Linked DNA regions of Sus scrofa: region 1 is linked to region 2. The links are chromatin contacts, called in public Hi-C maps. All regions are on one chromosome and are shown on one strand. Each heading gives the region's core, a stretch centred on a gene start, on an enhancer-like site or on the middle of the called end of the contact. The rest is flanking DNA. Distances are from core to core; before and after follow the strand shown. Region 1 has its middle 410 kb from the start of DISC1. Region 2 overlaps SIPA1L2 (signal-induced proliferation-associated 1-like protein 2).

Region 1 (4,463 bases), core at 1,271-3,770, 430 kb before region 2:
GGTACAACACCAAGAGTGAACCCTAATTTCAACTATGCATTTTCTGTGACAATGAAGCAACCATGTGGGTTCAGCAGTTGCAAAAGCTGTCCCACTCTGGTGGGGGTGTTGATCCTGGGGGAGGCTGTCAGGGCAGAGGGTATATGGGAAAATCTCTGTACTTGTTGCTTAATTTTTCTGGAAACCTAAAATTGCTTTAAAAAAGAAGACTTCTGTTTTATTTTATTTTATTTTATTGCTTTTTTTAGGGCCACATCCCACAGCATATAGAAGTTCCCAGGTTAGGGGTCAAATCAGAGCTTCAGCTGCCGGCCTACACCACAGCCACAGCAACGCTGGATCTGAGCTGCTTCTGCCACCTATACCATAGCTCATGGCAATGCTGGATCCTTAACCCACTGAGAGAGGCCAGGGATTGAACCTGCATCCTCATGGATCCTCATTGGTTTCGTTACCACTGAGCCACGATGGGAACTCCCAAACTCCCTCTATTTTAAATAAATCGATAAATAGATGAATAGATAAATAAATAAACTGAATGGAGGTGAGAAAGGGGGATGGGAAGAGAGGAGCTTGCCAGGTGGCTGGAGATGGAGATAGGACGAGAAAGGGGGAAGCTATATAGTGATGAGGGAGCCCTTGGCATGGCCGTGAGCTGTGGTGTAGGTTGCAGACATGGCTCAGATCTGGCGTTGCTGTGGCTGTGGTGTAGGCCAGCAACTACAGCTCTGATTTGACCCCTAGCCTGGGAACTTCCATATGCCGAGGGTGTGGCCCTAAAAAGACAAAAAGAAAAAGAAAAAGAGAAAGAGAAAGAAAGAAAGAAAAGCTTATGCTCCACCTCTGTGTTAAGACGCTGCTGTTATCCCAAGCCATGTTTCGATATATGTTGAGGTCAGTTTCTAGATGCCCTGCCACGTGACATTGGACTATACCTGGGGTTGTGCCTCCTTGGACCTCTCTTAATACAACTCCTTGGCCTGATCAGTGAGGGAGGGCAATTGAGAAGGGGTGGAAAAGATTTTGGAAAAAGCACTGGAGGCACAAATGTTCCTGCTCGTACCACCTCTGTGACCTTGAGCAAGTTGGGCAGCATCCCACCCTCCTGTGTGAGCTAGAGAATGGATGGCAACACCTACTTTGTGGATTTTCTGAACGGATGAAAACACACTGCTTAGGATGGACGAGCACAGCAGTCAGTTTTTCCTGAAATGGAGAAACATTGGCTCTTCCCTTCGGATTGTCCAGGCACGAGAGAGTCCCAGAGATGGACTTGCCCAGGACCCTGGAATGAAGGCTTCAGAACAGAAGAGGATTTGTCCCTTGGTCCTCTGTTCAGAAGGCAGCTCTAAAGCCAAGGGCCTTGTAAAGACCATCACGTATGTGCTTCAGACCTTGGATTCTGACTTCTCTCATTTGACCAGTTCCTTCACTTGCTCTTTTGCCATGACACAGCCACAACCATTCCGAACAGAGCTGTGAATCAAGGAGCCAAAGGGAAACGTGGCTGACGGGGGACAGAGCCTCAGAGTGGAGATGGATGGGGGGCAGGATTTTGATCTATATTTGAAAGCAGAGGCCAATCGCATTTTCAGTGAGCTGGCAAATTCAAAGAGTTCTTTTCTAAGTTACCAGGGGATAACAAAAGCATTTCTGTGGTAAGACAAAGATTTTAGGATGAAGGGCTTTCTTAAGTATTTATTAGAGACTCTGATAAGAATAGACCTAGTGAGATGGACCTAAAACAATAGGAAGAATGTCCACCCTCATGGAATTTACAAACCAGTAAGGAAGAGAAGAGCCAGTGGGGGAAACGATTATTAAATGATGAACTACAGTAGCTACGTGCTAAGTAGCATTGGGTAGCATTTGCCAGAATGCTTCACCAGGAGCTCTGTTTCGACTGACTCCTATCACCAGCTCTAAATGATGTCTTCATCTCCGCAGCTGTTTGTTATGTACCAAGCGTCGTACACGTTTTTGTTTGAGGCAATCAAAAGAAGGGCAGACACGCTTCCTGGAATCAAGAAGGTAATCATGCCTTTGGGACTTTAACATTTACTCTTATGAAATAAGTAAATAAACGGTTCGAGATGGAATGTTCGGTTTGGAGAGAGAGTGTATGGAAAGACAGCAGGTCTAGAAAGGCTGTGGCTTTATTGCTGCTGTGACAGCGTGTGTGTCCAGGGAAGGACGTATTATGTCCGGGGGGGGGGGGGGGGGCGACTGTTCTAGCTTTACTTTCTGTCAGTTCTCTTCTTAAATATTAATAAAAGGAGAGCCGATATTTACCATGCCCTCTTTGGTGGGTTCTCGGCTGGTTTGGTGAACTGGACGGCTGGTAGAATCCTCAGCTAGTTTGACAGATGTGAGTGGGTGAGGTGACTTACCTCCAGGTTGAACATCCAGGCAGAAATGAGTTGGCATAAACTTCTTTCTCTTGTGTGTTAAGTCCTGGGAATTACACAGTAAAGCAATGAAAAGTTACATCTTCAACACAAGGTACATGAGGAGCAGAGTGTTCTCCTGGGACATGGCTCTGGGCAGCGGTCCAATGTGTAACTAGGAGGCTTTTCTACCTGGTGGGGGAAGCGTGGGAGACCCAACACCTTTGAACATTGCTGGTCCAGGACAGTGATGCTTGAGAAAATTGACTGTGGGTCTCTGTTTTCTATTCAAGTGTTCTTTTGTTTTCTTGTCCTGAGACTCCAATGAAGTGGCCCCTAGAAATATTTAAATAACATTCTCACATCTCTAAGGAAAGATTCTAAGAGATCGCTAGGAGTACTTCTGAGGCTGGATCCACGCTGCTCCCTTTTGATGGTTTGATGGACTCCAAATTCCAACAGGGCCCCTGTGTCCAAAGTGGGGATGATTCACTGCTCTCAGAAAAAAACTTGTTCAATCAGCTGGTACCCTGGAATACGGCCTTTCTTTCAATCAGTCCATAGTCTGTATCAACAATCTTTCTTCCTTGAAGGAAGCATATAAGGGTCACTATTAAGTGGGATCCCATACTTTTTAATTTAAAGCTCATCCCCCTCACCTCATCCCCCAGACCCCATCAAAACTTGCCCAACAACAAAGAAGAAAACAAGCCTCAAAGAGATGGACGGGCTTGCCCAGAATCACACCCATGATGGCAGATTCCAGGAGAAAGTCTGAGAAAGACTGACCTTGAGGTGTCCCAGGAATCAAAAAGTTTGAGTGTCACCTACCAGCACAGCTGCAATGCACAACCATCAAATAAGTATGAAGAAATGCAGTACATTTGTATTGTTTCCCTGGGGTTAACTTTCTTTTATTTTTTGAGACCTCAACTCTCAGACTCTTGGCATTTTTTTAGGGTGATCTTGCTGGGCAGATGCATTTTGAGAACACTGGGACGGCTGACCTCAACTCACATCCAGGTCTTTCTTCTCTTGGTCCATCACCACTCCCACTGCAATTCACCACCTCTTGCCCTCCACAGCTGGTGTACCCTTCACTATTTCCGGCTGTGTTTGTTGGAGACCTTGCTGCGATATTTTCTGCAAAGGTGGCCGGGTTGCCTTTTCTTCTTCCATTGCCGCAATCCAGAGCAGGCTTCCTCCAAGCAGTGCCCCAGGCTTCAGATGATTGTTCTTTTGTAAAATGCTGTGGCCTTCTGTCACCAAACATCTTAATTAGCAGAAATGGCTTTAGAACTCCATTTTTATGGGAAAAAAATTTTTTTTTCTTTTTACAGCCACACTTGTGGCACATAGAAGTTTCTGGGCCAGAGGTCGAATCAGAGTTCTAGCTGCCGGCCTACGCCACAGCCACAGCAACCTGGGATACGAGCCGCATCAGTGACCTACACCACAGGTCATGGCAAAGCCAGATCCTTAACCACTGAGCAAGGCCAGGGGTCAAACCTGCATCCTCACAGAGACTAGTCGGGTTCTTAACCCACTGGGCCACAACGGGAACTCTGGAAAAAGTATTTTTCATGCTTGTTTCCCTTCTCTCTTTCTCCTCAAATGTAATTTGTAGAGGATGCAAGAGAGCCAAGTGCCCAGGGTGTCAGAAACCCTGGGGAGCTTGCTTCTTAATGGTACTGTTGCCCCTCTGCCAGGTGAAATCAAAATAATGAGCAAAAATGGGGTGGACAAAAGTTTTCAATGGCTCGGAATTTCGAGCACCATTTTTCCTGCCTTCTGCTGAAGCCTGCAGGACACGGGGACAATTTGTGCTGGGGCAGGGGCTGTGCACTGGATCTGTCAGGGGCTGCAAGAACAGTGAGGCCACAGCCTGGGGAGGAGAAAAGATAATCCGCCCAAACCCACCAGGATGCTAAAGAACCACAGGAGGAGCGGGCGAAAAGATGCTTGAAGTCCAGACATCTGAGAGGTTGTCACCCTTTGAAGATGCTTTCAAGTACAAAGCACAGGGGCTCAAATGGTTCTGACACAGGCCAGGAAATAAATATCTACAGACACACA
Region 2 (5,188 bases), core at 212-2,711:
TAGTGCCCATGGGTGTCCAAGGGTCTCGGGTACATAGCAATCTTCTAGTACATGGGATGCGTGGCCATCAGCCAGGCCATCAGTTCGTCACCTCACAGGTAGCCCATTCTATCAAAGACAGCAGGCCTGGGCACCACACCATTCTCTTACAGTCTCATATTTTTGAGGGTTTGACTTTTCACATTTATGAATGAGGACCATGAAGAAGACTGACTCCAGGATAACCTGAAGGTCTCTCTGAGGCCTAAGACACTGAGTTGGTTCATTCATTGACTGTGCTGGATACTTCCCTGGGCCAGAGGACTGAGAAGTGACCAGGTCCCTGCCCCCAGGGTCTCACACCCTCAGGCACCCTCTGCTAACTCAGAAACTAGAGTGACAGAGTGGAAAGAGACTAGAGACTGTGGGGCCCAGTGTCCCCATTTTAAAACTGGCTTCATGGAGTTCCTATCATAGCTCAGCAGTAATGAGCCCGACTAGTATGCATGAGGATGTGGGTTCGATCCCTGGCCTCACTCAGTGGGTTAAGGATCTGGCATGGCCATGAGCTCGCATCCCGTGTGGCTGTTGGCTGTGGTGCAGACCAGCAGCTGTAGCTCCAATTCAATCCCGAGCCCGGGAACTTCCATATGCCTTGGGTGCGGCCCTAAAAAGACAAAAAAAAAAAAAAAAAAACCCAAAAATTGGCTTCATATAGCACAGGGAACTCTACTCAATACTCTGTAATAACCTATATGGGAAAAGAGTCTGGAAAATAATGGATATGCGTGCATGCATAACTGATTCATTTTGCTGTACACCTGAAACTAACACAACACTGTAAGTCAACTGCACTCCAATAAAACTCCCAGGTAGGTAGGTAGATAGACAGACAGATAAAAACAAAATTGGCTCAAACTCCAGGCCCTAGAAGCACAGCAGCGGGACACGGACACTTAACTACTCCAAGCCCTCTCGCCACCTCCACCTCCTGCTACAGCAAAGAAAGGCTCTTCCGTGGGGCACTCCAAATGTTTTCATTTTTGTTTGAATGCTCACCTTTCTCCTTGATTGTACCTTTGCCAGAAAAGGAGAAGGTAAAAGTTCAGTGCTGAAGCTGTGATCACTGGCAGGGAGGGAGGGGAAAGGAGTGAACAGGGGCACCAGGCTGCTCACAGGAGGCAGGGGTGGGGGTGGGGGTGGGGGGTGGGGGAGGCACACCTGCAGGTAGGTGCTTGTGGATGAAATGACGAAGAACGTAGTCAGATGCAAGGCAGTGCCTCCCAAACCCTCCCAGGGCCCACCCCTCGCTCCATCCCCGGATCCTAGGCTCCCTAGGCTCCTTTGGGAAAGAGCTGTGAGTTAGGATGCCAGGCGAAGAGGCTGGATTTAGAAAGTGCCACATAGCCAGACGCACACCACAGCAGCCATCAGACATCACCCAGATTTAACTGGCCTAAAATTAGCAGTAGGAGCAAAGTAGTTACTGCTCTGATTGCGTCAGAGCTTTTTGACTGGCTGACTGCCAGTTTTAAACAAATTGTCCTGCTTTCTCTACCAGGGAAACAATATTTTGGAACAGAGCCAGCAGAGCATTGCCATGACAGTTCCCATTCTGGCTTCGCTATTAATGTTTTATAATTCGGTGACAAGGTGAGCAGAGCCAGTGCGGGCGGCATCTGCGAGGGGGTTATTTTCATTGTTGTAAGCACTTATGCTTTGGGTGAGTAAAGTGCTGTGGATGAATCCTTTTAAATATTTAAACGCCTGAAATGTATTTAGGGCTTCACAATTCAACTGACTTAAACAAAGATTATGCAAATCTAGCCAAGGATAAATGCAAAACAAAAAAATTGTTTTCCTCTTATACTCCTTTTTCATCCTGGCAAAGATGCAGGAGCTTAAAGAAACGTTCTTTCTCTGCAGGATCACAGCAGAGCCCTCTTGCTTCCCAACAAAGCCCAGAGGACCTGATTCAACCAGCAGAACTGCTACCTCACTGCAAACTACAACGTTTCTCTTGAAGAACAGAGGATCCACGGGCTAAAAGAACAGGGCAGTTGTTAGAGCAGAACAATAGCGCCTTAGCCCAGCCCCGGCACCACTTCCCATCTGCAGGGACAGTGGGGGGATCATTCTGGCATTTACCTCAGCATGCACCTTCTTCACCCCTCTTCCTTCTCCCCACTCCCATTCCTTTTATGATTTACTGAGAACAACAGGACCTCACAAGGCATCTGGGGCCCCACAGTGGGAGCAAAGAGACTGGTTTAAACTCTAAGAGCTAATATTCAGAGAACCACATGTGTTCTCATGTTAAGTCTTAGTTTTCACATCAGTACAGGGGGCTAATCCCATCAGCCTTCGAAGGTTCTGGGTCAACCCGTGAGAGACAGGAAATGAATGTTCAAGCTCAACAGCTTGTTTAAGTCCCCCCTTAGGGAGGTCTCTCCCTGGTTCCTGATTTGGTGGCTAAGTCAAAAACATCAGCCCCCCTCACCCACTCCTCTCATCATTGAAAACTTTTTAAAAGAGGAAAACAAATCCATCATTCCAAGCAAATGACTTGCAAAGGCCCTCCAATAAACAAAACTGTTGGTGATTAGGTGATTTTACTGTTACTTGGGCTAATCTCTCAGCCTAGCCCACCACTCTCATCACAGTGTACCTTAAATGCCATTTTTTTTTCCTTTGTAGGGCCACACCTGTGGTATACGATGTTCCCAGGCTAAGGGTCACATCGGAGCTGCTGCAGCTGCAGGTCTATGCCACAGCCACAGCAACACCGGATCTGAGCCGCATCTGCAATCTATACCGAAGCTTGCGGCAACACCGGGTCCTTTAACCCACTGAGCAAGGCCAGGAATCAAACCTGCATCCTCATGGAGGATTCTCAACATGCTGAGCCACAAGGGGAACCCCATAAATGGCCGAGTTTAAACAAGCAGGGGTTAGAATGATGCCCCCTGAATTTATCTAATACAGGAATTAGTACTAGGTCAGGGTAGTAAGATAAAGACTCCCACCTATAAAATTATTTTATTTCATTTTATTTTTTGTCTTTTTGGGGCCCCACCAGAGGCAGAGGGAGGTTCCCAGGCTAGGGGTCAAACAGGAGCTACAGCTGCCAGCCTACACCACAGCCACAGCAATGCCAGATCCCAGCTGCATCTGAGACCTACACCACACCTCACAGCAACAGCTGATCCTGGACCCACTGAGTGAGGCCAGGGGCCGAACCTGTGTCCTCATGGATGCTAGTCAGGTTCCTTAACCACTGAGCCACGACGGGAACTCCCCACCTGTAAAATTTAAACTGTGTACCTACTACATTTAAGGCACAAGTAATTGTCTCACATACTCTGCCATCCTCAAATGAAAAGGACTGAACTGACAGAAGGTGTCCAATATACTACCGACAGGTTTTTAAAAATCATTACTTTCTACAGAAATGATCATGGCTAATGGATAGAGAGAGAAAAGACAACAGCTAAAGTGGCACAATTCAGAGAGCGTTATCTGTATTAATGGGTCCAAACCAGGCTTCCAAGTGAACTGCGGCTTCCTCTGACCCCAGTAAGACCCAGCCCTAATCAGCAGGGATGAGACTTTGGAACCGGGAAAGGTGTAGAGCACAGCCTCTCGCTCCGGGTGCCCACCCTCCCCGGAACCACACCCCTCTCAGGGGCTGTAAAGGTCCTGATAGAGCAGATGGAACTCCGCAGTCATCCTCTTCCCAAACTACTTCCCCATGTTTATCAGTTTGATATCAGGGTTCAATGACAGGTCATTGTAAGTGACCCAGAAAAGATATAAAAATGAGGAGTAAAAGGCTGTTTGGGTAGATCATTTACATAGAAATAATGAGAACCTTAAGACAACACTTACTTAGGTCAACAAAAGCCAAGATACACAGTTCTTTCATGTTTAAACCTGGGACAGAATTCCCCTTTGTGGCTCAACAGGTTAAGAACCCAACCGGTATCTATGAGGATGAGAGTTTGATCCCTGGCCCCGCTCATTGAATTAAGGATCTGGAGTTGCTATGAGCTGTGGTGTAGGTCACTGACATGGCTCAGATCTGGTGTGGCTGTGGCTGTGGTGCAGGCTGGCAGCTGCAGCTCCGATTCGACCCCTAGCCTGGTAACCTCCATATGTTGCAAGTGTGGCCTAAAAAGAAAAAAAAAGAAAAAGAACCCAGAGTGGAGTTCCCGTCGTGGTTCAGTGGTTAACGAACCCGACTAGAATCCATGGGTATATAGGTTCGATCCCTGGCCTGGCTCAGTGGGTTAAGGATCTGGCATTGCCGTGAGTTACGGTATAGGTTGCAGACTTGGCTTGGATCCTGAGTTGCTGTGGCTGTGGCGTAGGCTAGCAGCTACAGCTCCAATTAGACCCCTAGCCTGGGAACCTCCATTTGTCCTTCTTAGGTGCAGCCCTAAAAATACAAAAACAAAAAACAAAAAATAAAAATAAAAATAACCCAGAGCACTTAATTTCTCCTTTATCCAACACTTCTTGGCTAAGAGGCTACTGTATGGTAGGAACCAGGGCAGTACGCAGAATACAGCAGGACACCAGAATTGTCCTCACCCACAGGGCATTTCTCTTGAGGTGAGACAGAAGATAAACATATAAAAGTTAGCATACAATATAATGTCAGGCGAAGATAAATGCTATAAATGAAAATGGATCAGCATACAGGGGAGGCTGAGTAGTGGGTGGCTGTGGGTGATACAGGGCGTGGCTGCTATGCGCTCCCACCTCCAGAGAGGCTGGGCCACTAGGCTCCCTGGCACCAGGGTGACCGTGTGCCACAGTTCTAGCCAGCAGTCCTCAGTCTGCACTTCCAAAGTTGTTCTTACTCTTTAGAAGTTTCTGGATGAGCAAATGATTGTTCATGGCTTTCTCTGGATTCTGGGACTGGTGTCAGCTGTGTGTCAATAGTGCGATGCTTCTTAAACAGCTGGGTTCAACCAGAATCACTGCAGGGATGATGGTTTCCTCCATTACATTATCACATCCCCCAAAACAGAACCTCAAACTAAGCAACTCACAGCCAATTCTGGAAGAAAACTGCCAAAGTGAAAAAAGAACAGATACAGTAAATAGAGGGCCCATCAAGGATAAAGTCTGGCTGCAGCTTCCCTCACAAGACCCTGAAAGGCCCCTAGAAATTGTTTCCCAACAGCCCTGAACTCTAATGCAA

The links. A called contact is a pair of places that touch in the nucleus more often than the background predicts.
Region 1: a Hi-C map of liver shows a contact between it and region 2, with 2.9 times the contacts expected there. The contact joins two enhancer-like sites. A contact is called at or near these places in 7 of 47 Hi-C or Micro-C datasets (embryonic fibroblasts, heart right ventricle, liver and 3 more).

Annotation. Positions count from the first base shown.
Region 1 is chr14:58,554,893-58,559,355 of Sscrofa11.1, reverse strand. No RefSeq gene overlaps it. Among named protein-coding and RNA genes, the nearest start is that of DISC1, 410 kb to the left of the region's middle. Within about 2 kb of position 2,520, at least 1 of the 83 cell types and tissues checked has an H3K27ac peak or open chromatin away from gene starts, as enhancers often do. A contact at or near this core is called in liver, where this site is marked.
Region 2 is chr14:58,126,669-58,131,856 of Sscrofa11.1, reverse strand. All of the region lies in intron 2 of SIPA1L2 (signal-induced proliferation-associated 1-like protein 2), which reads right to left. Among named protein-coding and RNA genes, the nearest start is that of SIPA1L2, 12 kb to the right of the region's middle. Within about 2 kb of position 1,461, at least 29 of the 83 cell types and tissues checked have an H3K27ac peak or open chromatin away from gene starts, as enhancers often do. A contact at or near this core is called in liver, where this site is marked.